5 separate regions of the Mus musculus genome follow, and regions 1, 2, 4 and 5 are each linked to region 3. The links are chromatin contacts, called in public HiChIP or PLAC-seq and promoter capture Hi-C maps. All regions are on one chromosome and are shown on one strand. Each heading gives the region's core, a stretch centred on a gene start, on an enhancer-like site or on the middle of the called end of the contact. The rest is flanking DNA. Distances are from core to core; before and after follow the strand shown.

Region 1 (3,992 bases), core at 540-3,039, 210 kb after region 3:
AAAGCCTCTGGTACAGGATCCGGGCTGAGCGCTCACTCTTGCTTTCTCCTGGCAGCTGGCGTTGTGGTTCTAGGTTAGTCATTGAGTCGGCCCGAGCTTCCTCAGTTGGCGTTCACTTCTGCGTCCACTCACTCTTCCCCAGTGGCTCGCTGATTTATAACTTCACTGGGGCTTGCTGTGTCCCATTCTCCCCCGCCCCCGCCCCAGACAGTCTCCCCTCACCCGTCCGTCTGTCCGCCCATCCTCTCACTTAAAGGTCCTCCTAGTTATCCCTCTCACTCAGCCATTTTCTTTTTTTTTTTTTTTTTTGGTTTTTCAAAACAGGGTTTCTCTGTATAGCCCTGGCTGTCCTGGAACTCACTTTGTAGCCGAGGCTGGCCTCGAACTCAGAAATCCGCCTGCCTCTGCCTCCCGAGTGCTGGGATTAAAGGCGTGTGCCACCACGCCCGGCAGCCATTTTCTTAAGGTGTGTGTGTGTGTGTGTGTGTGTGTGTGTGTGTGTGTGTGTGTGTATACATATGTACATCATGCATGTGCAGATGCCCAAGCTGGCCAGAAGAGGGCATTGGATTCCCTGGAACTGGAGTTGAAGGTGGTAGTGGTCCAATCAGTGTGAGCCTTGGGAACTGCAACTCCAGCCCACGGAAGAACAGGTGCTGTGTCTCTCTGGCCCCTTATTCAGCCATTTTCTCATCCCACCCCTCATTCTTCATCCATCTGACTGTCCATCCATCCATCCGTCTGTCCACATGTGTGTCCATCCACCCACTTCCTGCCCACCCACCTATGCGTCCATCCTTCACTGAGCACCTACTGTGTTTCTCACACAAAGCTCCATTGAACCCTCATCATGTGCCAGCCTCAAGCATGCCCTCCATGCAGATTCACTTTATACACAGGGAGGAGCCTCGGCAGCAGTGGGACTCCCATCTCCTCTCCGTTCCTGGAAGGTGGTTCTTTTGTCTCCTTCTGAGGATGGAGTGTTGGGAAGATGGTCAGCTGATCATCTGCATGGTCTGACTGAGCCAGCAAGGACTACCTGCAAGTTAGAGCTCCTGTGGTCCCTTTTTTCCATATGTAGGACTACAGCTCCCAGAGGCTTATGGGAAGGGACTAAGCCAAGGTGAAGGCCTGGGTCACCACCAGTCACTAGCTTTATTTGTTCCTTTTGGTTTGGTTTTGAAACTGGGAAGGCTGTGGGAGATGAGAGTGCCCACCCCAATAGCATGTTTTATGTCTGGTGCAAGTGTGTTTGGCTGGTTGATTGGTGTTTTAATCTTTCTTTTTCTTTTAGATTAAAAAAAATGTGTATGGCTATTTTGCCTGCATATATTTCTGTACCATATGCATATAAAGCCCACATGGGCCAGAAGAGGACATTTGAATCTCCTGGGACCGGAGTTACAGATGGTTATGAGCTGCCATGCAGGTGCCGGGGGAATTGAAGTTCAGTCCTCTGGAAGAACAGCCAGTGCTCTTAACTGCTGAGCCACCTCTCCAGCCCAGGCTGGTCTTGAACTCACAACCTTCTTTCGCTACCTTCTAACTTCTGGATTATAGGCATGTGTAACATGCTTACTTCACGTCTGCTGCTTTTTTGTGTTATTTCTGTTTTGGCTAAGGGCCAGGAAGTCTGTGCTCACACATACCTGCCTGTGGGCGGTTCTGGCTGACTCAGCCTCACCTCAATATGGGGGTGTCTTGGAAGGGTGTGCCACAGGCCCTGCCACCTTCCTCCGACTCTCACTGTGATTCATTCAGTCCCAGAGGCAGCAATAGGAGCTGTGTGTGCCTGTCCATGACAGAGCCGTCCCTTCTCCCTGCTGCCAAGATGGAAGGGCTGGCCCTGCTGCCCCTGACCTCACCCTGTCCCCGGATCCCACGAGCCCGCATCTCCAGGCAGCCGGGGCGATGGGCCCACCTGGGCTGCAGGTACTGGTGTCCAGGGTGGTGGAGGGAGGACTGGATCTGCTGTGTGTGAGGAACAGGTGCCACTTCACAACAGTTCTGTGAGGCGAGAGTACCTTTAGGCTGATCCTGATTCTTAACAATTCTAAGTGATGCTGGGGACTAGCTTGGGCAAATCCACTCTTAGATGGATAATTACGGCTCCTGCCACACACATTTCGGCTTGAGCCCCTGGAGACTGGATGTGGTCCTTCCCCAGGAAGAGATTCAGGAAGCGGGGTTGGAACTCTCAGATGGGGCAACTGGCAGGGAGTGGTACTCATACGGATAAACCTTTGTGCCACAAAACATATTCCTTGAGTGCCTGTGGGGGAACTGTGGGGGCTCTGTCCCATCAGAGGGAAATGGGCTCAACAGGTGAAACCTGTTTGTCTGTCCACTTTGCCCTGGTCAGTCTGTCAGATGTGTTGGCTTCCTGATACTGCTGTTCGGAGTCATCAAACAACAGTTACTATCTTCGAATCCAGTGTGCTGAGATTCCCCAAACCAAGGACTCTTTCTCCACTACCAGGCTCTCAGGGGACGAGGCTTCCTTTCCCAGATGCTAAGGGCCCATATGTTGCTTGGCTCTTAGCCTCCCCATATGCAATGCCACCACTGAGCACCTCTGACTCTTGGCTATGACCTACCCTTCCATCCCCATTGCCTCTCCTGCCTGCCTCTGCCACTAACAGGGTGACATCAGTAATAGCCTTGGACCCACTCAGATGGTCCGGGCTCTCCCTCATCTTGAGGACCCAAACAATCACAGCCAGAACACCCAGAGCAGAGTCACAAATTCTGGGGATTAAATGCAGACATCTTTGAGGGGCCTCCATTATTCTATGTATCTTTACATTCATTCCATCTATACATTCATCCCATTGTTCTAATCTACAACTACATCACTAGCCATCCATTACCTATCACTCCATCTATGGAGTCCGTCCGTCTGCCCATCCCTCTATCGACCTATCGATAATCTCTATCAACCTACCTAGCAACCTGTCTACTAAGGTGGCTCTTCTTACTCCCACCCCTGCCTTAATCCCCTAAGTCTATTAATACTAATCCATCTGTGAGAACGTCTGGCCACTGAATGTGCTCAGTGGCTGTGGCTGGATGAACCAGTGAGTGATCCTTTAAGCATGTGAAATTTCATAGCTCCCCTTTGTTTACTTACAACAATACGAAGGGAACAAAAGCGGCGTGCTCACTTTTGGAACAGCGGCTTTCCAAACGACAGGGTTATGTAAGCCTTGTCTTAAGTTTTATTTGTACTGTTTTTGGGAGACCTTTCTTCTGCATTGGCCTCGCCGGTGCCAAGGTCACCATGCCAGCATTGTTAGTTTTTTAAGACAATCCCAGTGAAGGGGCCCAGGAGATGGCTTAGTGGGTGAAGTGCTTGCTGTGCAGACAGGAGGACCTCTGTTCAGATCCAAAGCACACAGGTAAAAGCCAGGTGCCGTGGTGTGTGCAGGGGCTGTGTGGAGCCAGGTAGATCTCTCCAGCTCGCCAGCCAGCCAGCCAGCCAGAGACACTGAGAACCACAGGTCCAGCAAGAGACACTGTCTTAAGAATTAGAGGCAGAAGCTAATGCAAAGGGCCACTTTTGACCTGCCCGGGTGAGCACATCCATTTACACCCATGCACACACCATACCATACACATACACATACACACACACACATATACCCATACACAGACACTCACACACCCCCCCACACACACATACACAGACACACATACACACAATACATATACCCATACACAGATGCACACACACACACACACACACACACACACACATACACACAATACATATACCCATACACAGATGCTCACACACCTATACACACACACACATACTCATCCATACACACACACACACATACACATACACACACACACATACATAAACATACACACATACATATACTCACCCATACACACACACATACCCATACACAGACACTCACACACCCATACATAGATACACACATATATTCACACAAATAAAACAAATTAAATTACCACTGAAAACA
Region 2 (4,052 bases), core at 182-2,681, 160 kb before region 3:
GCCTAGTTTCCGGGCCCCCTGCTGTGCACAAGTTCCAAATTCAGGGAAACCATCCTGGAAGTACAGAAGGCTTCTACAAAAACCACCTCAAGTGAAAGGTCTGTGGCCCTTGCTACAAATCAAAAAGCAGGTGCCTGGTAATGACCGACCACACCACAGCAAAGAAGTTAACGCCACTGCCACTGAGGCTGGGCAGACCCACAAAATCCTCAACGTTGGAAGGCTCAAGCAGGAAAAAGGCCATTTTTCTAGAAGCCCTGGTGGCAACCATCCCCTGGCCTGGGGAGACAGGGTGGAGTACCCCACCCACACAGGCTGAAGGGTGCAGTAGCCAGGGTTCAGAGTCATAGAGGCCAGGGGGAACCTTGGTGGAGGAAGCCCCAGCAGAGTAATCCGGGGCTGTCTCTGAGGTCCCCCAGATTTTGGGGATAGGGATGGAAAACTGCCTTGCAGATAAGCAGCCCCTTTGGTGACACTTCACAGCCTGTTGAGGTTTCAGAAAAAGGAGTGACCGAGGCCTCTGGAATTTCCCTGTTTGCTTCAGGTCCCTCTGAACATCCCCTCTCTTGCCTCATGTCCCTTCTCTGAGGTCACAGTGCAGGCAGATGCCATCCCTGAATGGACTTGACCTTATAGTCAGCTGGGATTCTGGTCTGACCGTGTTAGGAACATCCTCCATTGTACAAGTCCTGACTCATGTGATCCCGAGTGTTTCCCATGCACACATGTGAGCACATGTGAAGGAGGCAGGCAGGGAATGAACAGGACCCTGGACCCTCTCCACTCTTCTCAGCCCTGTGGCTGTACCAAGGCTGGTCCAACTGCCCCTAACTTACAGCAGAGAACCCTGAGCTTCAACAAGTGGACAAGGAGAATCTGGGCTTGGAGAACACGAGGGCTCAAGAGGACCTGAAAGAACAGGCAGGCCTGGCTTCAGTGGCGCTCCACCAGATGCTGGAATTGAGACCACAGAATCAGCCAGGAAAGTTGTACCCCTTTCCAGGCACAGAGAAAAGCCAAGTGCCCCCTGCGCTGGCCAGCATCCCTGAGTGGCTCCCCTGCACCTGGCACACAGCAGGGACCCAGTTCTTAACTACTTATTGGGAGACCCATGACAGTAACTCACCCTTCCCAGTACACCTTCTGGGTAGCATTTTCACCTCATCCAAGGGGCAGAATTAACGGCTATGCCCTGGGGTGGGGAAAACTGAGGCCAACAATTCAGGGCCAGCAAGGTGCCTCCCATTGGCCCACCTGTCGCTCTCCTCTGGAGCTTTGGAGACAGCCCAGCCTGCTCCCGACTCTACCTCCCCGCGGCCCAGGCACTCACCCTCTGCCATGGCCAGGCTAGCGGCGACAGCTCAGACGCAGCGGGACACTCAAGCGAGGATCACCAGCGCGGTGCTGCGGACCAGCCGCGCGGCGCGAACTTATAGCCCAGGGCGGCCGGGCGGCCGGGCGGGCCCCGGGCGGGGCGGGGCGGACACCCCCGGCTGTCTGTCCGGGAACTAAGGCTGCCGGGAGCGCCCCCTGCTGGACACAGGACGACCTCGGAACAGACACCTGGAGCGTGTGACCAATACCCTAGACACAGAGATATGCTCCACAAGCCAAACCAGTGGCCAAGAACACGCACCTCTCCACACATATACATGAATATACCACACACACACACACACACACACACACACACACACACACACACACAGATACGTATGCACATACATACCACATCCATACATACACATAAACCATCTACACATGTATACTATACACACACATACTGCATGCAAACACATGAACATGCCATACACACATGCACATGGAGCAGGCACACACACACACAACCAAGCCGACAGATAACCATAGAGATCCACACATAGTCCCATAGAATCAACTAACAATTTTGGACACACAATGCTTAAAGGAACATCCCACATTAAGTCACATTGCAAACCTAGAGAGCCAGGACATAGGCATAGCCAGACACGGGGCTGGGTTTCCACGAAGCCACATATAACCCTCAAATGCGTAGGTATCTGGATGTGGGTGCTTATAGACTCTTGGCAGACAGGGGTGCAGGTACTGGCACGCGGACTCCCACAGACACCCATACCCTTCCTGTCCCACCCAGCCACTCATTCCGATAATTCCCCCACCCACCCATTGCTCGCCCATCCTCTTGCCTATCCCTGTTCCCATCCCTCTCCCTGTGCTAGCCCACTGTGAACTACAGCCAGAAGAGCCCAGGGACCACCGTACCGCTGACCCTTCCCATGGACCAACTCCATCCTGGCTTCTCTGATGACAGCTTGCTAAGCTCCCTTACCACCATGGAGCCTGAGTGGGCGACTTCTTGAAAAGGCATAGGCCTGTGAATCCCTCTAGCCCTTCTTCTGGAACACATTGCATGACTGGCCGCTTTGACCTGAGAGGATACCCCCAGACTCTATTTGAGTGTGACTCAGGGTGCCAAGACAAGCCCATACAGTCCTTGGGGACCCCGGGGTCACCCCACTTTATGGTAGTTGTTATAGAAATTGCTCCCTGTGACTGGTGAAGGACCAGAGGGAGGAGTTGGCGAGTGACCACCAGACAAGAGGCAATTCTTGATTACGCATGCTGCCCCTGACAGTTAGGGGCTCAGGGAGGTATCTCGCCTTTGGGGGCCTCCATTCCATCCTGTGAGGAATAAGGACAAGAATTCATTCCTCATGAGTTTGAATGGGGCATAGTCAAAGTGGTCAACACTAGGGACTCTTGAGCCCAGGCTGGCCTAAGAGTGTCAGCCCTGTCAGAGAAGGTAAGAGCTGTGTCCGCTGACCTTTCCCATCCTAGAAGGACGCATTCTTCCTACCCTTGTCTCCACCCAAGTGCCTCAGAGAACAGGTATGTTATGAAGTCATCCAGACCCCTGCTGTGACTACCATAGAACCCACAGCCAGCCCTCCTAGGGCTGATGTGGAGGCCTGGTCACTCTTGCTACCATCATGTCCCTTTGTTCCTATTTGTATGGTGGCAGCCCTTCCTCCTTAAAGTCCTGTCTAGGTTCCCCAACAGTGGTGTGGCTTGGGCCTCCCTTAACCATTGTATCTCCCACCCATCGTACAATGGAGGCATGCATGGGGGTCACTGTGAGAGGTCCCAGTGGGGTCAGGATTAGCAAGCTGTGATTCACTGAACAGATGGTGGGGGTGTCCCACCAGTTATTTGGGGTGCCTGTGAGAGACTCAGCATGAAACTGCAGGCTTGCTCCTCACCCCGTGGCCAACACTGCATCCTTTCTCTGTCTTTTCTACAGAACTGTAGCCAACTGAGTGGTGGCTCAGGGCCTTAAGCCACCATACTGGACTGGGTCCATTGACTTAAGTAAGGTGGCAGGCAGGGGCTAGGGCAGAACTGGATTCAGAGACTTGGTTCTCAGTCCTGTGACTTGGGTCCTTTGCCTGACTCTGACTTCAGTGTTCAGTTGAGAAGGTCTATGAGACCTTGCTGTGTCATACCTCACAGGGGCAGATAAGACTCAGAAGTGGGGGCTGGAGAAATGGCTTATTGGTTTGGGGGGCACTTGGCTGCTCTTGCAGAAGACCTGGGCTCAATTCCTGGTCCCTACATGGAAACTTACAACTCTCTGTAACTTTAAGATCTAACACCCAGGGCCCACATGGAAGGTCATAACTGTCTGTAACTCCAAGATCTCTCTCTCTCTCTCTCTCACACACACACACACACACACACACACACACACACACACACGCACACACACATGCACACACACACATGCACACACACACACGCACACACATGCACACACACACATGCACACACACACACGCACACACACACACGCACACACATGCACACACATGCACACACACACACATGCACACACACACATCCACACATGCAGCCAAAACACCAATGTACATAAAACTAAATTATTTTTTAAATTAAAAAAAAAATCTCAGAAGTGCCTTGGTGGTGGGGTGTGGAGAAGGTGGTGGAGGGTTGCAGGTCCCTGGAGAGCACTGTGTGGAACCCTTTGCCATGCT
Region 3 (3,676 bases), core at 1,131-3,630:
CCTGGAAATAACCAGGCTTGAGGACCCAGGGACAAAGGCCTCCACAACCCTCTGTCCCCGTGACAAGGACAACATGGTACATGGAGCAGGCAGTCCTGTGGGGTGACCTGTGCTGCACATGCACACAGTACCCCACTGCCTCCAGTCTTTCCTGCGTGTCACATCATTATTCCCTTCCCATTCAGTCTGATGAAGTTACTGAGGCACCCCAAGTTCATGGGAAGTGAACAGGCTCCATCTTTAATTTTTTGAAAATGTTTTAATATGTATAATTATTTTTCCTGTATCTATTATGTCTTGTGCACCATCTGTGTGTGGTATCTGAGGATGCCAGCAGAGGGCACTGGATCCCCTGGGACCGGTGTGAACAGATGACTGTGAGCTGCCATGTGGGTGCTGGGAATTGAACCCTAGTCCTCTGGAAGAGCAGCCAGTGCTCTTAAACCACTGAGCCATCTCTCCAGCCCCAGTCTTCACTTTTGATGAAGAGGAGCGAAGAATCTGCAAGCATGTTTCTAAGTGACCTCTGTTACCACAAAGCAGAATGTGGTTAATGTCACGCTGGGGAAGATGTGCAAGGGACTCTGGGATCTCAGGAAAACACGGGAGTGGTCAGGGAAGGGTTCCCGGAGCCAAGGGTGGAACAAAGTTTGAAATTACTGGAAATTATGGGCAAAAGCTGAAAACACAGGCCCATCCCTACTGTAAATCTTGTTTTCTGCTTTGGAATTTTATTATCTTTACTTACTACAAACATACAAATCTCCAGGACCACATCTCAGTGCCCAGTAAGCTACAGAGTTACATGTCCTGTGTGTGCTGAGAACTCATTCTACCACACAGTTAGATCTTGAGCCACAAATACCCACAATCCTCCCTCCTAAGCAGAGACAGCCCTCCATAACTTCTTGACAATTTTGACTTTGACCAAAGGCATAGAGCCCTTCAATAGTGTCATTAGGAATGGCAAGTCCCACTTATTCCTGCAGTTTTGTCACCAAACCAGACCCAGATGCTGCCCTCTGCCTCTTGGAAGCTGGTCCTTGAGAGATGAGAGCTGGCAGGTGAGATTTATTCAGGTTTATTCAAGGGCTGGCAACCTGGATAGTCCAGGGAGCTCTAACCCTCAAAGCTTCAACATGTTCAACACAAAGAGGTTTCACAGGGAGAGAACAGACTAGACTGTGGGCAGGAAGGCTACCCATTTCTCGCAGTTTTCATGGCCCTGGGTGTGAGTCACTTTTATTTTCCTCTTACTTTCTGGCTGTGGAGCGCTTCAGTTTGGCCTCACATGCATGGGTGCTTTGTTCATGCCTTAGTATTATTCCACAGAGCCTCTGCCTCCTGCGTGCATTAGCTTTACATGCTTAGGGCTTTTCCGTGTCAACCCTCGGGGCAGTTCAGGGGAGTTGTGTTAGTTTATACTCAGGAGGAAAGGCTAAAGAGGACAGGCACTGCATGCTCTGGTGTAGTGCGAGGGTCCCTGAGGCTCTCTATTCTGTAAACCTTAGAGTGCTTATCGGGCAACATCTTTATCATAAGCTGCATTTAGAATCCTGGCACTGGGAAAGTAGAAAGGGCTTGAAGAGGATCAAGAGTTCAAGACCAACCTGGGCTACATAGGAAGACCCCCCTCCCCCATCTCAAAAAAAAAAAAAGAGAGAGAGAGAGAGAGAGGAAGGAAGGAAGGAAGAGAGAGAGAGAGAAAGAAAAGAGAAACAGAAGAATTTTCTAGAATGCAGGGAAACGGGGCACACGTGATCCTCACAAAAGGTAAAAGAGAAAGCAGAATTGGAAGGGTGACACGGCCAAGCCCAACTCTCAGAAGACAGGCACCGTCCCTCTCCCCTGCCGCCTTAGCCGGTGCTCACTCCTCTGCCCGGGTCATGCAGCGCAAGGCAGCTGACACATTAGAACTCGGACTGTTATGTACAGCAAGTTCCAGCTAGGGTCATGGGGCATCAGGATGTTCTGAGAGCTTTCGGGTGGTGTTTGGTTTGGCGTGGTGCTGGAAAGATATGCCAAGCTGCTGTTCAGACAGCTATCCCATTGCAAGGTTGGGAGGAGAAGTCCCTATTTAAACAAACAGTTAAAAGAACGGAGAGCAGGGGAAGACAATCCTACTTTTCCTTCCTGCTTTCATGGGCTGGGCTGTGACCCTGAGTGAACCTCAAATTCCTGTCTGTGACACCAGGCCTTCCTAGCAGAGAGTCAAGAAGGTTGGCAGAGGCAATGCAGAACCTCCAGAGAGTGTGGGGTTTCCCCCTTCTCCATGCAGGGGAGAATGGGAGTGGCTTATCCCCTTGGCACCAGGCCTGCCCTCCTAACCTGTGCAGTGATCACAACAATGACCCTCCCCCACCCCCCACCTCCCACCCCTGTGGTGTCGCAAGAGGGTTCCAGTCAGTGGGCCTCTCTTTCCCTGGGCCTCTCTTTCCTGCTCCCAGGAGCCCGCCCTCCCTCAAGAACCGCCCCCTAGCCCTGGGCCTTGACTAGTTAAGAACACCAGAGCCAGCCCACTCTGTCACAGTCCTCACTCCCCCACGGAGCATCCAGGATGAAGGCTGGGACTGGACCTCTGCTCTCTACATTGCTGGGGCTGCTGTTCCTGTCCATACAGGGAACTGGCGGTGTCAACCCCGGTGTGGTGGCCAGGATCACCGACAAGGGCCTGGCCTACGGTAAGAAGCCATAATATAGGCTGGCCAAGGAGGCGGGACACCAGGCACAGCCTGGATGTGAAGGGCATTGTCCCTCTGGTAGGGAGTCTGCTATACGGGTATGTGGCAATAGCTGCCATCTGGCTGGTCACTCTCCAGATATGTGACCTCAGCCCATAGCTTGTATTTTGAGGGCTGGGGGGAAGGTTTGGGGTCCAGCAGCTGAAGCAGGAGGTAAGAGAGATAAGCAGGTAGCAGTGGGCAGATAGGCTGGGAAGAGAAGGCAGACAGCCGAGGTAAACAGCCCCACACAGCAGCTGGAACCAGTTCTTTGGAAGAGTCTTGGTGGAATTTGAAACCATCACCTAAAACCACAAATCCTAAGTGAAGGCAGTTAGAGACTGGGAGGGCCAAGCAAGGCTACGGACGGGGATGGGATGTGCCCCCTTGGCATCTGAGTGGCAGTCATGTGACTTACCAAACATTAAAACTTATTGATCAGTGATTGCTTCAAGGTGAGCACTCCTTAGGTACCTTTATGCATGTCACTCCCAACTTCCCTCCCTCCCTCCTTCCTTCCTTCCTTCCTTCCTTCCTCCCTTCCTTTTTAAATGTTCATGTATTGCTGTCCTGGGAATTGCACATGCTAGGCAGGTACTTCATCACAGAGCTATGGCCGCAGCTGCACCTTCTCTTTTTTGTTTTTGAATTTTGGACAGCAACTCCCTAACTTACCCAGGCTAGCTTTGAACTCACACTATAGGTAAGGCAGGTCTTGAACTTGTGATTCTCCTGCCTCAGCCTCCTAAAGTAGCCTGGGTTCCATTTCTGCAACACCAGGCTTGATCCAACTTGACAAACTAAGAAAAGGTATTTAACAAGCTACTGAGAGTGACACAGAATTATCGTGTCCAAGGGGTGAGGGAGCTGGGATGTTTGTACAGCCCAGACCTATCACTTCGGTAGAGCCTCCATTGCCTAATCTAATGGAGGTCATAACACTGCTTCAGTTGAGT
Region 4 (3,500 bases), core at 557-3,056, 190 kb before region 3:
TTCATATTTCTTGCTATAGGACAGCAGCTGAGGACACTGTCTAGAGGCAGCTCGTTAGCCATCGTGAAGGGTGTAGATCAAGTGTGACCTGCAGCTGGCTGGAATGGACATGGTACTGAACGATTAAGGGTTTACGAAGGCCCCAGGGACCCTCTGACTTTACCCAGTGGGCAGGAGTACCCGTAATCACGGACAACTGTCTACAGAATGCACCGTACCCTCAAACGGACGGCACCACCTCCTCTCTGCTCCCTCATTTCACAAAACAAAGAAGCCGGAAGGGAATGGGATGTTTACTGAGCATGCCCAAGCAAATCCCCCAGACAGAACCCAGGCTGCGGCTCTCAGCTCAGCCTTCTCCCTTCCCCTGCTCATACTAATCATTTAGATGGCTTTATTGAGATAGAACTCACATGCCGTACAAGTTAGTTCAATGGCCTCCAGTCCAGACAACTGCACCCATGAAGACAGTCTACAGAATTCCCATAATCCCCTAGTTCCAACTCCCCATCCCTCCGCATCTCAAGGCCCAGGCAGCCACCTGTCTCCTTCCTCTCTATAGGTGCATCACACATTCTGACAGCTTTGGTTTCTGTTTTCTTCCACTTAGCCTATTTCTGTCCTTACTGTAGCGTGTATCAGGGCTTCGTTCCTTTTCACTGCCAAGTAATACTCCATGGTCCATACAGCATAGTTTATTGGTCTCTTAATTAAGTTAGTGGGCAGGTGGGTTGCTTTCACTTTTTCTCTCCTGCGGATGACGGCACCGACAACATCACTGAACATCTTTCTGTGTCCACGGGTGCTTTTCTCATGGATTTTCTGGTTCATACAATAAGTACGAAAAACTCCTTACTTATCACTTTGGTCTTCTGAGCCTGACTTTCTCAGGCTACTAATGGGGAAACAGTGTGTGGATAAACCCAAGGCTTCCAATGTCCAGGGTCCTGGAAACAAGCCTGCCCCTTTCCTGTCCTCCCCACATCCTCTCCCCTCCTCTCTTTAGGCCATTCTTCAGAGAGCGGTGGGACAACTCCTCTCTAACTGCTGGGTCTTGGGTAAGTCTGTGACCTGAGATTCCACGGCTCTGACAGTAGCTGTGGATTCATGGGAACAGAGTTACAGAGCAGCTTTTTGTGTCTGTAAATTTTCTCAACACTCACTGAGAGTCTGGTCCTGTTCAAGGCTGGACACGACTTCCGTGGGCACAGCTTCTCATTTTGATGGCTTATTTCTTTTCCCACTTGACACAGAACCCACGGGCTTCATGGTGTTCATGGTCCCTAAATATCTGCTCAGACCTGTGCTTAACAACCCCTGGCCTGGCTGTTAATGGCGACTTATATGACTTCTCTTTTTTCCTCCCGGTGGCTTCTAAAGTGGCTTCTCCCTTTCCTTGTCCTCTGGAGAAAGCCTTTTGGGGCCCAATAAGTTAATTATTGAATAAACATTTGCCAGTAAAGGAACCCAAGAGACACAAGTCACACATTTCTCTAATCAGTAACTTTTCTGTAGAAGTGCTGAACCCAGAATACCCAGTGGCCTGCAGATAAGGCCGCTCAGGAGAAAGGCTCACCCCACCCCCAACTGCTCACAGGGCCCTCTGTTCCCTGCCCGCATCCCAGGCACAGTGGTCTTGTGTGAAGATACCTCCTCCATCTTTGGTTTGCTGGCTTTCTGAACAAATGTTTTCTTTGTCCCGTCTACATGTCCTCTGGCTCTTTTGACTGGGTTCCTGGTTGCCCCAGCCCCAAGGTAAACGTACTTAGAGGAGGCGCTGGCTTGGCTCCGCCCCAACCTCCCTCTTGGACTTCATCAGCGTTCTGAAATTCCAGGCTTGGCAGGAGGCTGAGGGGTGAGCTGGCAGGCACCCTAGGTAAACAAGAGCAGCTGGAAAGGAAAGAAGCTTTTGGGGGTGGGAAGATGAACCCAACACCCCCTATTCCATGACGCTGCCAGGCATGTATGAAGGTCTCCATCCCAGAAGTCCCAGTCCCTGGTAAGCAGGAAGAGTCCTGGGAGGAACAGGGCTTTCTCCACCACGCTCTGTGCTGGACATAGCTGCCTGTGTAGACCAAGGCTCAATTTTGCAACCTACCAGCTGTGTGACTTGGGGCAAATTGCTTAACCTCTCTGTCCCTCTGTTTCTGTATCTACAAATAGGTAAAATGGCATAACCTTTAGGGTTCCTAAAATCCCAGAGGAAGACTTAGGAACGTGCCATATAAGCACATTTGAGACACTCTGCCTTGCCATTGAAGACTCACAATGGAAGCCACAGGCATCTGTCCTGTGCAAACGGCTCTATTTCTCTAAGCTTTTATTGAAACGTTTGTATTCTAAATAGACAATGGACTGCTCTCTCTCTCTCTCTCTCTCTCTCTCTATATATATATATATATATATATATATATATATATATGTATGTATATATGCACATGGAGACCAGAGGTCAACAGCTCTCTTCCTCAGTGGCTTTCCAGCTTATATATTTTTTGGAGACAGGGTCTCTCACTGAGCCCAGATTTTACTGATTTAGCTAGACTGGCTGGCCCCAAGATCCACATGTCTCACCTGCTTAGTTTCATCCTTCGGTGCTGGGACTATGAGCTTGGGTGCTGTGTGCCTAGCTTCTGTGTGTGCGTGATGAGGATTCAAACTCAGGACCTCACGCTTGTGTGACAGGCACTTTTCTAGCTCAGCCTTCACCCTGACGCTGAGGGTGTGTTCTTTGATCACATGGAACAAGCACTAAGTAGATGTATTTATTTGGGGGTGGGGTAAACAAGAGAAGAGGTTCAAGCCAGCTGAGCTATATACAGCAGAGCTGGCTGGGTCAGGTTGGTCCCTCTGTGTTAGGAGTGAACAGGCAGGCATCGAGCTAGAGTTGGCAGCCTTGAGTTTTCCCAGGAGCCTCTTGCTGTGAGTCTGTCCCTGCCCCAGAGCACTCAGAACTCAGGCAGGTGCAGAAATGACTGTTCATAGCCCCAGCTGTCACCTGCATAAACATCTGCCTAAGATGTGCAGAGGCCGAAGCATCTGTCAGCAGCCTAGGAACGCCTCAGAGAGGGGCCCTCCTTGGAGCTGCGTTCTGGAAGCTGAGTAAGAGTTCTGCACATGGGGCTGACGGATAGAGTCAATGACAGGAGGCCCCACCCAGCTCATCCTTTCCCTTGCCTGACCACCTCTGTTTTCCGGAGGAGTTTCCCAGAGTCCTTTGCTGGCTGGTCTCTGGTAAGGATCTGCCAGCAGGCAACATAAGGGAGGATTAACCAGACTAGCTTGCCTCTGCACTTTCTTTCAGCAACTAATAGTAATAGTAGTAAGAAATTACCAAATAATAAATAAAAGTTACATTTATCTATCACATATCGATCATCTATCTATCTATCTATCTATCATTCATCTATCTATCTATCTATCATTTATCTATCATCTATCTATCTGTCTGTCTGTCTGTCTGTCTGTCCGTCCGTCCGTCCATCCATCCATCCATCCAT
Region 5 (3,635 bases), core at 354-2,853, 250 kb before region 3:
ATTCCCTTGTCCCACCTTGTCTTGTTTACCCCCTCCCAAGTGTGTGTTGTTCTCTCACCCTGATGCCAGAGCGTGATCTTTGGCCTAGGTCCCAGTTGGGAAGCCCTCAGCAGTTCATTTCCTAGTGTTCATAGAGTCCAGAAAGGACCAGATGGCTGTTCTATGCTGGAAATTCCTAAATTCCAGTGCCTTGAAAAATACTGAGGGCTCTCAGATTTGTGTCACTGAATTGTCTTTGAAACTGCTGGCAGCTCTGATGTCCTTTGTTTCAAAACATAAACCTGCTATTTTCACCCAAAAGGCCTTATTTTATTTTATTTATTTATTTTTAATAATTATGTGTATGTGTGTACTTGCATGAATTTATATGTACCACACACATGTATGGAGGTGTCGATTGCATTGGACTCTCTGGATTGTGAGCTACCTGATGTAGGTGTTGGGAACCGAACCCATGTTCTCTACAACAGCAATACGTGCTCTTAACCACTAAGCCATCTCTTCATCCCTCCAAAATACCTTTTTAAAGCAAGATGCATGTATTTACACTTCTGCCACCACCACACAGTTGCAGCATTCTTTATGGATCTAAGTTCTTCCTTGTCTTTGCGAATTTGCTACACCAGTGTTGTTACCACTTCTTTCCCAGGATACCCGTCCTTACACTTCAGGGTTTGTTCTTTTTCTGTTCCTAACGTGTAGGTGACTGCCATTATTCAGACATGAAATCAGTCTGGTCCATGATGACCAGCACTTTGAAAATACAACACATCGTAAGAAAAGGCTAATTTTTTCTCCTTTCCTTCTCTGTTTGGATCTTGCTATAGAACCCAGGCTGACTGGAATTGGTGGCAGCCCTCCTATGTGTGTGTGCTACCATACATGCTGCTGCTTGTTTGTGTTTTTACAAACTGTTTCCACCGTGGGTCATGTCTATGCACACTTGAAAGGCCCTGCTTTTTCAAGTGCAGGAGACAAGCTTGTTCCCAGGTACTAGGTACTAGGTATTAGGCTCTCTTTCTCTGGTGGACAGAGTCCTGCAGATCAGCTTCTAAGATCACATTCTGAAGCTCTCACAAAACTTCTGTCTTCTCTCAGTCTCTGTACATCTAAGACGTGAGTGCTTCTTTAGAACAGTAGGGAAAGTATTCTTAATGTAGTAATATAAGCAAACATACTTCATCTCAGAGGCAAGAGAAATCATTTCACAGATGACTCTGAGTACTTTTCTGCTGGTTTTGTTTGGAGAGTTTTTGCTGGAAGCTCTTCAGCCTGCCAGCTTTCCCGCCCTGTCCAGTTGTCTCTCACTTCAGGTAGTTCAGAAATGCATCTTCTTGACAGAGTTGGTGCCTGTGGATTCTTGGCTAACCAACACTGTTGGTTTTTTTCTTGGACTCTGAACCTTCTCTCAGGAATGTTTGCAATCATACCTATGTGATTTGTATGTTGTCTCTGTTTTCTGCTCCTATTTGTACTCAGACAAAGAGGCAGCTGAACGTCTTTCAAAAACAGTAGATGAAGCATGTCTGTTACTAGCGGAATATAACGGGCGCCTGGCAGCGGAACTGGAAGACCGGCGCCAGCTGGCTCGGATGCTGGTGGAATACACCCAGAACCAGAAAGAGGTTTTGTCAGAAAAAGAGAAAAAACTAGAAGTGAGTACATTGCAGGGCAGATCCGACTGCCTGAACTGCCCCCCCCCCTCCCAATCTCATGTTATTCCTGGATCAACCTTTTTATCCTCTGAAAACAAACGAGACAGGAGCATTCATCCAGTAGCCATAATTACCAGAGCCTCGATAGAAGTCAAAGTCAACTTTTTTTATGTTCAGGAAAGAAAAATTCATATTGTGAAAACCGGGGCCTCTTAGTCATTGCATTTAGGATCGTAAAATTGCTTCAGTGTAGTGTTACAGTTAAGGAATTATAAATTGAGGTAGTTGGGGTAGCAAAACCAAAGGATACTTAATTGGTTATATTTGGGAATCTGGATTGTTTTGACGTTTACTTCTGGCATATGCACCTGCCTGCAAGCCCTACCTGTACATATTTTAAAAGTTTAATCTTGCTATGTAGCCTGACTCAAATGTTGGGCAGGAACTCATTTTTCCTGAGTTGAGGCCATGTTCCTCAGTGTCTCCAGCAAGGAGGGGTTTGGAGTCGTCCCCTCACTGTCTGGCTTCTTAATTCAGCTTACCTTCTTTTCCCTGGGGAGCAGAGCCAGCAGTGTGGCTGTCTGCGGTTTCCTGTCCCTCTTGTTAGTCTGTATTTCTTAGCTGCTGCTTTGTTTCTTCTCTCTGTGTAAAAGATACTTAGAAAAGACTAGGAAGGGAGCAGTGGGGCTGAGCTGGAGAAGCCATAATGACCACAGGAAACGCCTCAGAGAGTCTCCTCAGTAGACAAGGGAGTAGAAGACCACCCTTCTTCCAGTGGGGAAAAGTTCTGTGGCACAGAGGGAGGGAATACTGAGCTAGCTCCAGTGATAGGCATTCACCATTCTACAGTCAGCTGACTGGAGAGGCAGTACCATATCCTTCCCTACAACGATTATGGGAGTTGTAATGGCTAGAGGTGCGGGGGACTTCAAACGCCTGGCCAGCTTGAGTGTGGCAGATAGGAGACAGCTGAACAGTAGTGTGGCTTTCATGTAGATTCAGCACTGACCACAAGTCCTAAAGGGAACTTCATCAGCAGGAGCAGACGGCCATTTATCTGCAGCGCTCATCTTTCACTGAGGAAGCATTTTCACTGTACCCTGGGACTAATAAGAGATTGTAATTAATGATTCTGGTTGTAAGTCATCGTGCCATCTGTTGAACTGCCCCTTGGCGACACATTAAGGGCTTTCTCTGATCTGTCAGACATTGATTATCATGAGCAGCTGTTGTTGGGTAGAACGTGGCCAGCCACCATAGAGGACAGTCTTTGAGAAGGAGACTGTTGTAGAGCCAGTTAACCCTTCGTTCTGTTTCTTCCCCATTTATAATTAGGTATCTGTCGGATGGGGGATAGGGCTGGGCTTTTGCAGAATAGGTAGCTTACTGGATACCCCAAGAAGTTATGAGGTACAGAAGATCAGAGGTCAGTCATTTTGTAGCTTTGGCAGCTTTATTGTTGCTAGTTCACCGAATAGCATGTCATTGTTGAGGATGGAGGAGGAAGATCCTGGCATCGCAAGGCAGTTAGAGCTCAGGGTTCCTGTCCCAAACCATATCAACCAGCTGGCTGGGCTGGACCATTCATTGTGAAAATAAAATGAAGTTTGCTGCAATTTAAAAAGCAAATGTCTAGATAAAATATAAAAGGCTGAGGTATGGCATTAGCTCTTTATCCGTGCAGACATGAACAGTCTGCTCTTCTGAATTTAAGATTTCCTCTCACCCATTATAGTAGGCTGATCTTCTTCCATTCTGTCCTGATGGTGATGATAATGCCCAGAGTGCAGCCTGAGGAAAGGCTTGGTGCTGCATATTCCTCCACCTTCCTTCCATAGCACAAACAGTTCTTGACAGTGCCAAATTGAGAGGCCGGTTAAATCTGTTTGGAAACCTTTCATTGTCTTCGGAGTATAAATGCTACAGTTGATGGACTCCTGGACATAGAGTTGTTTTCTTGGGAGTCTCTCTCCACAATTC

The links. Promoter capture Hi-C pulls out the DNA fragments that hold promoters and counts their contacts. HiChIP or PLAC-seq counts read pairs in DNA pulled down with a chosen protein or histone mark.
Region 1: a contact with region 3 is called in a FOXA1 HiChIP or PLAC-seq map of pancreatic cancer cells. The contact joins the promoter of Arhgap40 here to the promoter of Lbp in region 3.
Region 2: a contact with region 3 is called in a FOXA1 HiChIP or PLAC-seq map of pancreatic cancer cells. The contact joins the promoter of Tgm2 here to the promoter of Lbp in region 3. A contact is called at or near these places in 4 of 39 promoter capture datasets (embryonic stem cells, liver and stem cell-derived epiblast-like cells), 2 of 115 datasets of contacts at active chromatin or transcription factors (liver and pancreatic cancer cells) and 2 of 9 other capture datasets (adipose tissue and liver).
Region 4: a contact with region 3 is called in a promoter capture Hi-C map of liver. The contact joins the enhancer-like site here to the promoter of Lbp in region 3. A contact is called at or near these places in 1 of 39 promoter capture datasets (liver), 1 of 484 Hi-C or Micro-C datasets (liver) and 1 of 115 datasets of contacts at active chromatin or transcription factors (pancreatic cancer cells).
Region 5: a contact with region 3 is called in a promoter capture Hi-C map of liver, with 2.0 times the contacts expected there. The contact joins the enhancer-like site here to the promoter of Lbp in region 3. A contact is called at or near these places in 5 of 39 promoter capture datasets (the 3T3-L1 cell line, 3T3-L1-derived adipocytes, embryonic stem cells and 2 more), 1 of 484 Hi-C or Micro-C datasets (bone marrow-derived macrophages) and 1 of 115 datasets of contacts at active chromatin or transcription factors (bone marrow-derived macrophages).

What each region holds. Positions count from the first base shown.
Region 1 is chr2:158,511,007-158,514,998 of GRCm38.p6, forward strand. Arhgap40 (Rho GTPase activating protein 40) reads left to right here and starts at 1,790. Exons shown (of 15, transcript NM_001145015.1): 1 at 1,790-1,932. The coding sequence starts at 1,799.
Region 2 is chr2:158,144,961-158,149,012 of GRCm38.p6, forward strand. Tgm2 (transglutaminase 2, C polypeptide) reads right to left here and starts at 1,432. Exons shown (of 13, transcript NM_009373.3): 1 at 1,331-1,432. The coding sequence starts at 1,340.
Region 3 is chr2:158,304,113-158,307,788 of GRCm38.p6, forward strand. Lbp (lipopolysaccharide binding protein) reads left to right here and starts at 2,381. Exons shown (of 15, transcript NM_008489.2): 1 at 2,381-2,681. The coding sequence starts at 2,558.
Region 4 is chr2:158,112,140-158,115,639 of GRCm38.p6, forward strand. It overlaps Gm34458 (a long non-coding RNA gene), which reads left to right. Exons shown (of 2, transcript XR_001783529.1): 2 at 20-686. Among named protein-coding and RNA genes, the nearest start is that of Gm34458, 8.6 kb to the left of the region's middle. Within about 2 kb of position 1,807, at least 105 of the 459 cell types and tissues checked have an H3K27ac peak or open chromatin away from gene starts, as enhancers often do. A contact at or near this core is called in liver and pancreatic cancer cells, where this site is marked.
Region 5 is chr2:158,057,173-158,060,807 of GRCm38.p6, forward strand. It overlaps Rprd1b (regulation of nuclear pre-mRNA domain containing 1B), which reads left to right. Exons shown (of 7, transcript NM_001291134.1): 6 at 1,480-1,655. Among named protein-coding and RNA genes, the nearest start is that of Rprd1b, 30 kb to the left of the region's middle. Within about 2 kb of position 1,604, at least 31 of the 459 cell types and tissues checked have an H3K27ac peak or open chromatin away from gene starts, as enhancers often do. A contact at or near this core is called in liver, where this site is marked.